Linked DNA regions of Sus scrofa: regions 2, 3 and 4 are each linked to region 1. Evidence: chromatin contacts called from public HiChIP or PLAC-seq data. All regions are on one chromosome and are shown on one strand. The core of a region is the stretch at or near the end of the contact, and the rest is flanking DNA. Distances in the headings are between cores, read along the strand shown. Region 1 overlaps FZD4 (frizzled-4). Region 2 overlaps TMEM135 (transmembrane protein 135). Region 3 overlaps TMEM135 (transmembrane protein 135). Region 4 overlaps TMEM135 (transmembrane protein 135).

Region 1 (2,700 bases), core at 45-2,544:
TATGAAATGTAGCATGTGACCGGCCTGTGCTGCCTGGAGACGGTTCCCATAGCTGGCCAGGGCCCCGGAGCCTGCACCCAGGGGCAGAGCCTGCCCTTACTCACGCTCCGCTCCAGTGTCTTGGGAGTTGTGCGGCGACTCCGGCCCAGGAAAGGGGAAGGAGGACCAGGCAGCTGGGTGCTGGCCTGGCTGTTGGCGTGTAGGGCTTCGTGATGCAGTTCTTGGAATGTTTCCGTGACTGTGTGACCAAGGCAGCACCTAGCAGCGGGCCAGGCACAGAACGGGTGCTCTACTAGTAATGATGAGTTCTTGGGTGGACCCGGACGCCTGAGTTCTGGAGCTTGCTGTGTTGCAACATGTCCTTTCCGTACATCTCTCGCCTTCTCAGGGGAAGTATGTTTGCTCGGAAGTGGCCATGGGTGCAGACTGGATGCGTAGCCTTGGCGATGTCACAGGGTTATCGGCTGTTCCTTTCACATTCCAGACCCTGGAGAGTGTTAACGGTTTCAGGAAAGGAGCTTTGTGGCTGAGGCGTCAGTTACCAGTTCCCTTGAAGTGACTCCGTCACCTCTTAAGTTGGTATCTGTTAAAAAAAAAAAAAAAAAGCGACTTCTCAGAATTATCAGCACATTTATCAAGTGCCAACTGCACGTAAAGCCCTGTGTTAAGCACCTTAGGGGTTGTCGGTGGGGCGGGTAAGCGCTGTTCTCCTGACTGAGCTGGATGGGGACGCGCCTGGGTCTTTCGGGAGGAGCGGGGCCTCTGCATCGCACCGCCGCCTGTTTCTCCGTCTCCGTCCCAGAACCCTCTTTCTGGGTCTTTCTCCCTTTCACACGTCACTCATCCCTTCCCAGGATTCCTTGCAAATTGATTTACAGGGGTTTTGCTGGAAAGCATCAGCTCTGTTTCATGACAATCGGCGTGGAAATCTCCTAGGAAGACCATGAACAGGGGCCATAAGGACATGAGCTCCTGCATCTCATGTGACCTCAGGGACAGGCACTTGAGGGCTGGAGGTCTTCCAGTGACTCATACCCGGTGAATCTGAGGACAGCTTCTTGCTGGGGAAAAGGTTAGGGTTCTTTCTCTTTCTCTGAAATCTGGGATAAATAGGTATGACCGTAGCTTCCTATTAAATCCCCTGGCCTCAGCAGGGCCCAGGGGCTCCTCTGTCCAGCCTCCTCTCTGAAAAACTCCTTTCTCCTCCTTCATAAAGGCCACACCTCAGGGCAGAGGAACATGGGGAGGGTGGAACTGGCCAAAGCCGCCTGGTGGAGCTACTCGGTTGATTCATATCCTTTTTCCTCTCTGGAGACCCGTTTCCTGATCTCTGAGACGGCTTCTGAGCTGGCAGCTTACTCAGAGACCTGAACCGGTGGAGGGGTGACACTTTTCATTTCCCTGAGACGCTCTCTGACTTTGCTTTCCCCGCCCCCACATCCCTCTCACCTGCACCCCCCAAACCTGGAACCTGGGAAACTTCTGTATCTGGATTCCGAATTGTGCCTTTATTAGCACCCCAGGCTTGGTGCTCTCTGCCCACCCCCCACCCCGCCCCTCAGCTTCCTGGTCACTAAATTCAGTGTCGGAACCTGAGTGTGTAAAGAGGAACTCGGCAGCCTCAGTTTAAGGGGATTTTGCCAGGATGGTGCAATCTTCGGCTTCTGGCGAGGTGGCCACAACCGCAGTTGGGGAAGAGGCGCAGGCTCTGCAAGAAGCATTCAGGACCCATCTACAGCCTGAATTTCATTCTGAGATGGAGGGGATCCGGAAGGGTTGCTCTTCCAGCCAATTATATCAAGTCATCGGACTCCAAAGGTTCTTTCTGTTCCTTTATTGTATTTGGGTTCAGAGTCCCCGTCTGGGTTTGTATTATATCTGGCAAAGGACCTGGGTTCTCATTTTTCTTCTTGGGCTGAGGCTGTAGATCTTGGAAACTCCTAGGAGAGCATTTTGCTCCTACCAAGGATCAGATACCACAGCCTTAAATAATGGATTTTGTTTCACTGTGGCCTGGGCAGAGCTCTTTGCTGCTGCCTCTTGCCCTGCTCATGTGCGGTGATGATACATGGGGCATTTCCAGGAGGGAGATGAACCCTGGATCCCCCCAATGGGCCTCTTCTCCTTGATAAACCCACTTGCTTGTTTCTATTTCTGATTGGCCTTGCTTCCCTTCCTTGCACCAGCAAATTCCCGGTGTTCACCCAGGCGACTTGTAGAGGCCTGCTTGGGGTCCTAGGTGAGCTGTGTCCTCCAAGCTTCTATGGCTCCCCCATCGCCTGCAATATTCAGTGCATGACCACTGTCATCCCAGAAGGCTTCTGAGGGGAGGATGAGTGCTCTGGCCCTGGAGGCTGGGTCCCTCTGCTCTCCCAGGTGTGCTGCCATGGGCTTTGGGAGGGGGAGGCTGCTTCCCAGGCCTCTCCCAAGGGGGCATCTAGGCGGTCCCGAATCTTTTCCTACCTCACAGGGATGTTGTGAGACTTTAGAAGGGATGAGGACAAAGGCCCCTGGAGCTCTTTGTAGAAAAGGCAGAAGAAAGGTCAAGTGTGGTCTATGCAAAGATGAAATATGGCCTGCTGATGCCGCAGACAAGCACATGCTCTCTGGGCCTTTCTTGGGCCCCGTGCCAGCCACAGCGCCAGCCACCTCGAGGCCAACCTGGGGGACTTCCGGATTTCGACATAGAGGTACCAGGCA
Region 2 (2,700 bases), core at 130-2,629, 180 kb before region 1:
TGTCTTCTCCTCTAGGACACTTAAGACACAAATGTTAGACCTTTGCTATTGTCCTTCAGATCCTTAATCTCTGTTCATTTCCTCTAGTCTTTCTCTCCTTATTGTTCAGATTGTACAACTACTATCATGCTTCCTTCAACTTCACTTTTCTTTCAACTTCACTTTTTTTCACATCTTTCCAAGTGAAGATAATTATCACTCTGCTGTTGAAATCATCTAATGAATTTTTACTTCCTTTTTAACATTTAATATTAATATTGCAGTTATTTTAATTTTCTGTTCCCAAATTTCAATTTGGTCCTTTTTATGGTTTCTTTTTCTTGGCTGAGAACTTCAATCTTTCTATTCATTTCAAAAGTATTTACAGGGGAGTTTCCTCATGGTTCAGTGGGTTAAAGATCTGGCATTGTCACCACTTTGCCTCTGATTATAGTTGTGGCGCAGGTTCAATACCTGGCCTGGGAATTTCTGCATGTTGTGGGTGTGAAAGTGTTTACATATTATAATAGCTACAATGAGAACTTTTTATTGTAATTTCAACATCAAGGTCATCATAGAGTTGGTGCCTGTTGATTGCTGTTTTTCCTACACTTGGTTATGATTTCCTAGTCCTCAGTATGTTAAATACTTTTTTTTTTTTTTTTTGTCTAATTAGGCCCGTACCCATGGCACATGGAGATTCCCAGGCTGGGGGCTGAAATGGAACAACAGCCACTGGCCTATGCCACAGCCACAGCAACACCAGATCTGAGCCGTGTCTGTAACTTACACCACAGCTCAGGGTAATGCCAGATCCTTAATCCACTGAGCGAGGGCAAGGATTGAACCTGAAACTCATGGATACAAGTCAGATTCATTTCTGCTGAGCCATGGCAGGAACTCCAATGTTAACTACTTTTGGGGGGTTTTTTGGTTTGTTTTTGTTTGTTTGTTTGTTTGTTTTGTCTTTTTGCCATTTCTTGGGCAGCTCCCGTGGCATATGGAGGTTCCCAGGCTAGGGGTCTAATCGGAGCTGTAGCTGCCAGCCTACACAAGAGCCACAACAACGCAGGATCCGAGCCACGTCTGCGACCTACACCACAGCTCATGGCAACGCCAGATGGTCAACCCACTGAGCAAGGGCAGGGATCAAACCCGCAACCTCATGGTTCCTAGTCGGATTCGTTAATCACTGCACCACGATAGGAACTCCTGTTAACTACTTTTGAATTACATCCTAGAGATTTGTATTATTTCACTCTTAGTCATGTGAAAGACTCTTGGTCCTCTGCAGAATTGATTTGTTGTTGTTTTTGTCGTTGTTGTAGGCAATCAACCCTGTTAGGTTCTAACCACAAATCCCAACCCACTCTCTGTGGGCTGTGATTTCAGTATCATCTTCAGTTTTGCAAGACTTTTCAGGGCTCTTCCATCTCTCCCCACATGTGCTACCCAAGGGCAGCGGTTTATGCTATAGTTCAGCTCTCAAAGCCTTTATTTTTCCTCAACTAAGTTCCCCAGATGCTCAGAGTGAATTTCAGGCTTCAGACACAGATTTAGGTCATTTCTTTCTCTCCTGCCCTTTCATCTCCTGCCCTTCTATGTTCTTCCCCACAGTCTGTTTCCCACATCCCTTTTCTCAATCTTCTGCCTACAATGGGTTTTCTGGTTCCCCATTAGGTTGCATATTTCCTACAATTACATCTGTCTCAGGAGTGAAGTGGCAGCAAAAAGAAGAAAGCAAAAAACAATAAATATTCTCTCTACACTCTTTGGTACAGGGGCTCCTTTTTCCAGTTTCTCTGGTCAAAGAGGAAAGTTCTCTTTCAGAGTTTTAAAGGGCTTCAGAATGCCACTGCCACGAGTACCGCCACAGCTGGAGGACTGCCTCATGACTAGGGCCCGTCCGCTCTCCCACCAGAAGAATAAAACCAAAATACAGCAAAAGAAGATGGTGATTTTCTGCAGTCTCCTTTATGCAGGGGCCCTCCCTTTGCAATTCTCTGGCCATACACAGAGGAAGAAGGGGATTCTCTTAGAGCTTTTTCTGCCTGGACCCACTGTGGGGAACAAGAATAGAGGATTCCCTATAGACCAAGCCAGAAGATAAATGACGGTGGGTGGGAGGGAAAAGGAAGCCCACTGCTATCAATCACACGTCCAGTTTTGACCTCCTTCCCTAAACCTCCTGTGATTACTTTTTAGAGATCTCAGATGGTTGCTTTATGTATTCACGTCAGCATTTTTTGTTGATCAGTGGGAGAGACAGCCTGAACTTCCTCCATCTTATTCAGCAGAACCAGCACCACAAAATTTCCAGAAACAAAACCCTAACATTTATAGTTAATTGACCTGTGACAAATGTATCAAAGTAGTTCAATCGGCAAAAAAGAGTTTTTTCAACAAATGCTCCTGGGACAATTGGATATCCATATACAAAATAAATAGATGAACCTTTGCCTCACACTGTATGCAAATGCCCAACTCAAGTGGATCACAGACCTAAATGTAAAACTGAAAATTATAAAATTTTAGAAGAAAACATGGAGAAAATCTTTGTGACCCTGCGTTAGGTTAGAAAAGATTTCTTGGACATAATACAAAGAAAGAAAGATAGAAAAGAAAGGAAAGGAAAGGAAAGAAAGAGAAAGAGAAAAGAAAGGAGAAGGAAGGAAGGAAGAAAGGAAAGGAAGAAAGGGGAAGAAAGGGGGAGAAAGAAAA
Region 3 (2,700 bases), core at 173-2,672, 240 kb before region 1:
ACTTTGACCTCTGTTCCCAACTGCTGAGTGAGCTAAGACAAGTCATAAAAACCCTCAGAGATTCCAGAAAAGTGACAGTGTTGTACATAATCTCTAATTTGCTCCCTACTCTAAAAATCTAGGATCTTCTAAAACATTAAGTATTGCTGTTTATTTCCTTGAAAGGAAAATGCTTTTGTTTGTGAAATTTTGCAATATAACAAATTAACTTAAAATAACACTGAATCAGCATATATTCCATAAATTCTTGAACCTCGGTTATTTTTAGGCTAGAATAAATAAGCACCAAGTTGTATGTATAAGCTGGTTCCTATAATAAAAGTATGATTATGAAGTTTGGCTCTATTAAGATAAGAAATAGGCCAAAAAAAACCATATATATATATATGTCTTTTTAGTGCCACACCCACAGCACATGGAGGGTCCCAGGCTAGGGGTAGAATCAGAGCTGTAGCTGCTGGCTTAGCCACAGCCACACTCAGGATCCAAGGCACATCTGTGGCCTATACCACAGCTCACTGCAAGGCTAGATCCTTAACCCACTGATCTCCCCATAAAAAAAATTTTTTTATAGGTAGAAATCAGGGAGTTTCCATTGTGGCTCAGCAGTAACAAACTCCACTAGTATCCATGAGGACGCAGGTTTGGTCCCTAGCTTTGCTAAGTAGGTTAAGGATCCAGCATTGCCCTTAGCTCTGGTGTAGGTTGAGGGCGTGGCTCAGATCCCGAGTTGCTGTGGTGTAGGCCAGCAGCTGTAGCTCTGATTCAACCTCTAGCCTGGGAATTTCCATATGCTGCAGGAGCAGCCCTAAAAACAATAAACAAAGTAGAAATCAAATCTTGAGAACTTTAAGGCAGAGAAAAAAGAACAGTGATGATGAATGATATTGGAGACAAAAGATGTTAGTAAATCTTTTTAAATATGTTTTTACAGTAAAATTCTCTTAAGCAATTTCCATTTAAGAGATTACATTTAGGGAGTTCCCGTCGTGGCACAGTGGAAATGAATCCGACTAGGAACCATGAAGTTGCAGGTTCGATCCCTGGCCTCACTCAATGGGTTAAGGATCCGGCATTGCCATGAGCTGTGGAGTAGGTCACAGATACAGCTCAGATCTGGCATTGCTGTGGCTGTGGTGTAGGCTGGCAGCTAAGCTCTGATTAGACCCCTAGCCTGGGAACCTCCATATGCCGTGGGTGTGGCCCTAAGAGGACAAAAAACAAAAGACAAAAAAAAAAGAGATATTACATTTAATAAGATATATTTATCTTAGATTCTGTTTTCTCTGCAAAATATTCAAATGTTCACACTGACTTCTACAAGATTAAAAAAAAAAAACAAAATACTACTAAATGTGACCACATATATCTGTTCATACTAGTTGAGTTACATGCTTGCCAAGAATCAGCTGTGTTTATCCCCAAATGCGTTTATGTCATTTGTATTTGTTAATGTAATTATGTAACTGACCTACATATTACATAAACCAAAAGGGAAAAAAGTTTTTCTTTCCATGGAGACCGAGTTGAATGTTTTGGAAAGACAATACCTTACAAGTATGATTTATACAACAAAAACAACTCAGAACTCCAGCTGGGGAACTCAAAAAAAAACAAAAAATGCCTTGGTAAATGAGCAGATATTTGTGTGCACTGGACTGTAATACTTAGGATGCACATACACGGATATCTTGCTGCTGATGCTGGTGTAGACAAACCTCATGCCGCTGCCATAGGACAGCTGCCCCTTTACAGCTTCTGTGCCCTCAGCCTGGGCTGCAGTACAAAGACATGTGAAGCAGTGGGACACAGAGCTGGCCTAGCCAACTTGCTTGTTATGTGCCACAACAATTTTATGGTTGCTGTTTACATAATAGCTGATATAACACTATTAACAGGAAAAAACAAATACAGCATATAAAGAGTGTCTACAAATCAGCAAAAAAAATAAAAAATAAGGAATGGATAGAGGGCATGAAATCAAAATAACTAATAAACCAATGAAAAGACATTCAAGCTCACCAGTTCGCAAAGAAATACAAAGCAAGGCAGAGAGGAGGAACTGCATTTTAGATCACATGACTGACAAGGTAGAGATCACCGACAGCAACTAAGATCCGGACTCAACAACGGTTCTTGGAGGGAAAGTAGAGCGGTACTGCCTTCTGTGAAGGACAGTATCTGGCCATATGTGTCAAAATTGAATATATTAGGATATTTTTTACTCAGAATCCATACGTAGGTAACTATCTAGCTCATAGAAACACTGGAACATGTTCACAAAGATATTTTTATTTATTTATTTATTTATTTTTTTTGTCTTTTTGCTATTTCTTGGGCCGCTCCTGCGGCATATGGAGGGTCCCAGGCTAGGGGTTGAACCGGAGCTGTAGCTACTGGCTTACACCACAGCCACAGCAACGCGGGATCCGAGCCGCGTCTGCAACCTACACCACAGCTCACGGCAACGCCGGATCGTTAACCCACTGAGCAAGGGCAGGGACCGAACCCGCAACCTCATGGTTCCTAGTCGGGTTCGTTAACCACTGCGCCATGACGGGAACTCCTCCGATATTTTTAAAAGAATGTTCACAGTTGGACAGTTTGTAATAGTGAAAAACTGTAAACAGTAGAAATGGGGCTTAAGGAATTATTTAGAGATATATAACATTTTTGGAAACTCCTAAAAACTATGAGGTA
Region 4 (2,700 bases), core at 92-2,591, 150 kb before region 1:
TCATAGAGTATTTTATTAGCAATTTTTAACACCAAAAATGGAAAATATGTCATTTTAAAAACATCATATTCATAATGGTACAATCAGTAAGTCCCTTTCATCCACACGTGTTTATACCTATAAACAGTGTCCTATATGAACAAAAAAAAAAATACGGTACTTCTAAATCTACATACTGTTATCAAGGACTAAGTTTCCTTCTTAAAAAAAAGGCATAAAATATAGTATACTAAATTTTTGCTAAAAAGTTCAATAATGCAATTGTTTTAATTATGGTCACCTAAACTGTCATTTTTAAATGAAAGGGTAATTATCAACTGTTAAATAAAATACCTTAGAATATTTTATTAAAGTGAAGTAAAATTAAGAAAAAATGTTATACCATTATATATCTAAAAATATCCATTTATGTACATAAGCACAAAGGTCCACTTCTGAAGAGACAGCTATAAAAATTAAGTTTCAAAAGCCTACTAATAAAGAATTGAATCATAATTATTTTTCAAAGTAATAAAATGCTCTATAGGTGCATAGCACTTTTAACAAATCACTTGCATATATACAAACTCTAATAAAAATAAAATAGGTTACCTTTCATCTGAAAAAGGTAACCTCTTTTGCATTGTGACCTGTAAGATGTTTGACTTAATGCTCCCATGGGTATTCCCAAGATTATAGATAATTAACATCACGCTAGCTGTAATGTACCCTTTTGTTTCCCACGCAAAAAAGTATATCAGGATGCAATTCAGGGAAAACTTGTTACTAGAGAAATAATTATAATATTTTCAGTAGTACAAGTAAAAATTTACTGGAGCATGCCTCATAGCAGATCTTAATACAATATTGTTTTTTCATATATTTGCTAAAAACAGCTAATAGAAGAGAAGGCGGGTGGCACTAAGAGAGACATATTCTGTGTACTGATTACAAATTTTGCTTTGGTAAAAGAGTAAAACAAATTAATATAAATTTTAGAGGCTAACCAAAATTTACCTATATACACGACATTTAAATTTTGTGGAGCTCTTATAATCCTCTATAACAGCCTGAGAACTGGCCCCAGGGCTTCCAATACTGCTGCCCATTGCCCCTAAAATTATTTCTTCCCAAATCAGCAAGACTAACTGTTTGAAAAGGCATACCCTATCAATCTTGTTTAAAAGTCTCCAACAGTTTTTTATTAAATGTAAAATAAAATCTAAACTCCTTACCATGGCAACAATGTCCTAAATATGAACTGTTTTGTGCCTGTTTTTCCAACCTCATTTTATACCATGCTGTCTACCCGTAAGAGTCTTCTTGACTACAAACCAAATTCGCCAAGCTTGCTTCCATCTAGGAGTCTAATTTACTTATAGTTCACTCTCCCTGAACACTCTTTCACAAGATCTTCTCAAGAAATGGCTCATTAGAATACAGATATGACTAAAATAAAATCTCTGCTCTGGAAGAGCTTACCAGTTAATGACAGAGAAGCAGAAGTAAAAGAGAAAGGAGCACGTGAGGGGTGGGGGCGGGGGAGAAAGGGAGAGATAACGCTACTACAGAATCACAAACCAAGTGCCATGGGACATCAGAGAATATAACAGAGAATATAATCTACTCTGGAGGAAAGATTTCTATTACTATTTTTTTTTTCAATTACTATTGGAGGAAAGATTTCTAAATTCAGATTTGTCACTGTCTTAGGTACATGACCAATAACAATGACACATATCATATATCAAATAGGGATTTGACCCTCTGCACCACATAGAAGCCCCATGAATATGTATGACACAGCAGATGTCACAGACAAAATTCAGGACGCTATTTAATTCATGAAGAATATTCCAAAGGTCATATTTGGACTGTGTGCCCCAACCCCACTTCCCTGTCCCCCAACCTTCTATGGTCATTTGATCCGGGATCAGATACACTACACCCAAAGTAGGTCAATCAGAACAGGGTAAAGGCATGGTGGAGGTATTGGAGCTGGGTCACTTTAATGGGCGCATCATATTTTTTAAAAGACACTACTGCTGAGTTCCCCACAGCTGCCCTGCTTCTGGTCTTTCCTGAGACTTGATTGTTTAGTACTTCCTTCAATTCTATGAGCCATCTCAGTGTCCTTCCCTTAATTCCTATTTTTGTCTTAAGCTAACCAAGCTGGTTTCTGTTATATAAAACCAAAGGAGCTGTAGAAGGTGTTTATAAATTTTGGAGATTAATCCCTTGTCAGTCGATTCATTTGCAAATATTTTCTCCCATTCTGTGGGTTGTCTTTTCGTTTTATTTAGGGTTTCCTTTGCTGTGCAGAAACTTTTGAGTTTAATTCAGTCCCATTTGTTTATTTTTGTTTTTATTGTCATTAAGAAGTGAATCTAAGATGTTGCTGTCATTTACATTGAAGAGTGTTTGGCCTATGTTTTCCTCTAAGAGTTTTATAGTATCTGGTCTTATATCTAGGTCTTTTATACATTTTGAGTTTATTTTTGTGTATGGTATTAGAAAGCAGCTCAATACCGAAAAAAAAAATAAAATAAAATAAAAAAATGGGCAGAAGATCCAAACAGACAATTCTCCAAAGAAGACATACAGATGGCCAAAAAACACATAAAAGGAAGTTCAACATAACTATTTATTAGAGAAATGCAAATCACACCACCCAGGAGGGCCATCATCAAAAAGTCTACAAACAATAAGTGCTGGAGAGGG

What was found. HiChIP or PLAC-seq counts read pairs in DNA pulled down with a chosen protein or histone mark.
Region 2: a contact with region 1 is called in an H3K27ac HiChIP or PLAC-seq map of alveolar macrophages. The contact joins two enhancer-like sites. A contact is called at or near these places in 1 of 47 Hi-C or Micro-C datasets (embryonic fibroblasts) and 2 of 2 datasets of contacts at active chromatin or transcription factors (alveolar macrophages and skeletal muscle).
Region 3: an H3K27ac HiChIP or PLAC-seq map of alveolar macrophages shows a contact between it and region 1. The contact joins two enhancer-like sites. A contact is called at or near these places in 1 of 5 promoter capture datasets (fetal liver), 1 of 47 Hi-C or Micro-C datasets (fibroblasts) and 2 of 2 datasets of contacts at active chromatin or transcription factors (alveolar macrophages and skeletal muscle).
Region 4: an H3K27ac HiChIP or PLAC-seq map of alveolar macrophages shows a contact between it and region 1. The contact joins two enhancer-like sites. A contact is called at or near these places in 1 of 5 promoter capture datasets (fetal liver) and 2 of 2 datasets of contacts at active chromatin or transcription factors (alveolar macrophages and skeletal muscle).

The regions. Positions count from the first base shown.
Region 1 is chr9:20,712,900-20,715,599 of Sscrofa11.1, reverse strand. FZD4 (frizzled-4) reads left to right here. Exons shown (of 3, transcript XM_005667210.3): 3 at 1-605. Among named protein-coding and RNA genes, the nearest start is that of FZD4, 7.2 kb to the left of the region's middle. Within about 2 kb of position 1,294, at least 28 of the 83 cell types and tissues checked have an H3K27ac peak or open chromatin away from gene starts, as enhancers often do. A contact at or near this core is called in alveolar macrophages, where this site is marked.
Region 2 is chr9:20,889,585-20,892,284 of Sscrofa11.1, reverse strand. All of the region lies in intron 7 of TMEM135 (transmembrane protein 135), which reads right to left. Among named protein-coding and RNA genes, the nearest start is that of TMEM135, 150 kb to the right of the region's middle. Within about 2 kb of position 1,379, at least 3 of the 83 cell types and tissues checked have an H3K27ac peak or open chromatin away from gene starts, as enhancers often do. A contact at or near this core is called in alveolar macrophages, where this site is marked.
Region 3 is chr9:20,957,498-20,960,197 of Sscrofa11.1, reverse strand. All of the region lies in intron 8 of TMEM135 (transmembrane protein 135), which reads right to left. Among named protein-coding and RNA genes, the nearest start is that of TMEM135, 220 kb to the right of the region's middle. Within about 2 kb of position 1,422, at least 4 of the 83 cell types and tissues checked have an H3K27ac peak or open chromatin away from gene starts, as enhancers often do. A contact at or near this core is called in alveolar macrophages, where this site is marked.
Region 4 is chr9:20,859,547-20,862,246 of Sscrofa11.1, reverse strand. The region is part of intron 6 of TMEM135 (transmembrane protein 135); the gene reads right to left. Among named protein-coding and RNA genes, the nearest start is that of TMEM135, 120 kb to the right of the region's middle. Within about 2 kb of position 1,341, at least 4 of the 83 cell types and tissues checked have an H3K27ac peak or open chromatin away from gene starts, as enhancers often do. A contact at or near this core is called in alveolar macrophages, where this site is marked.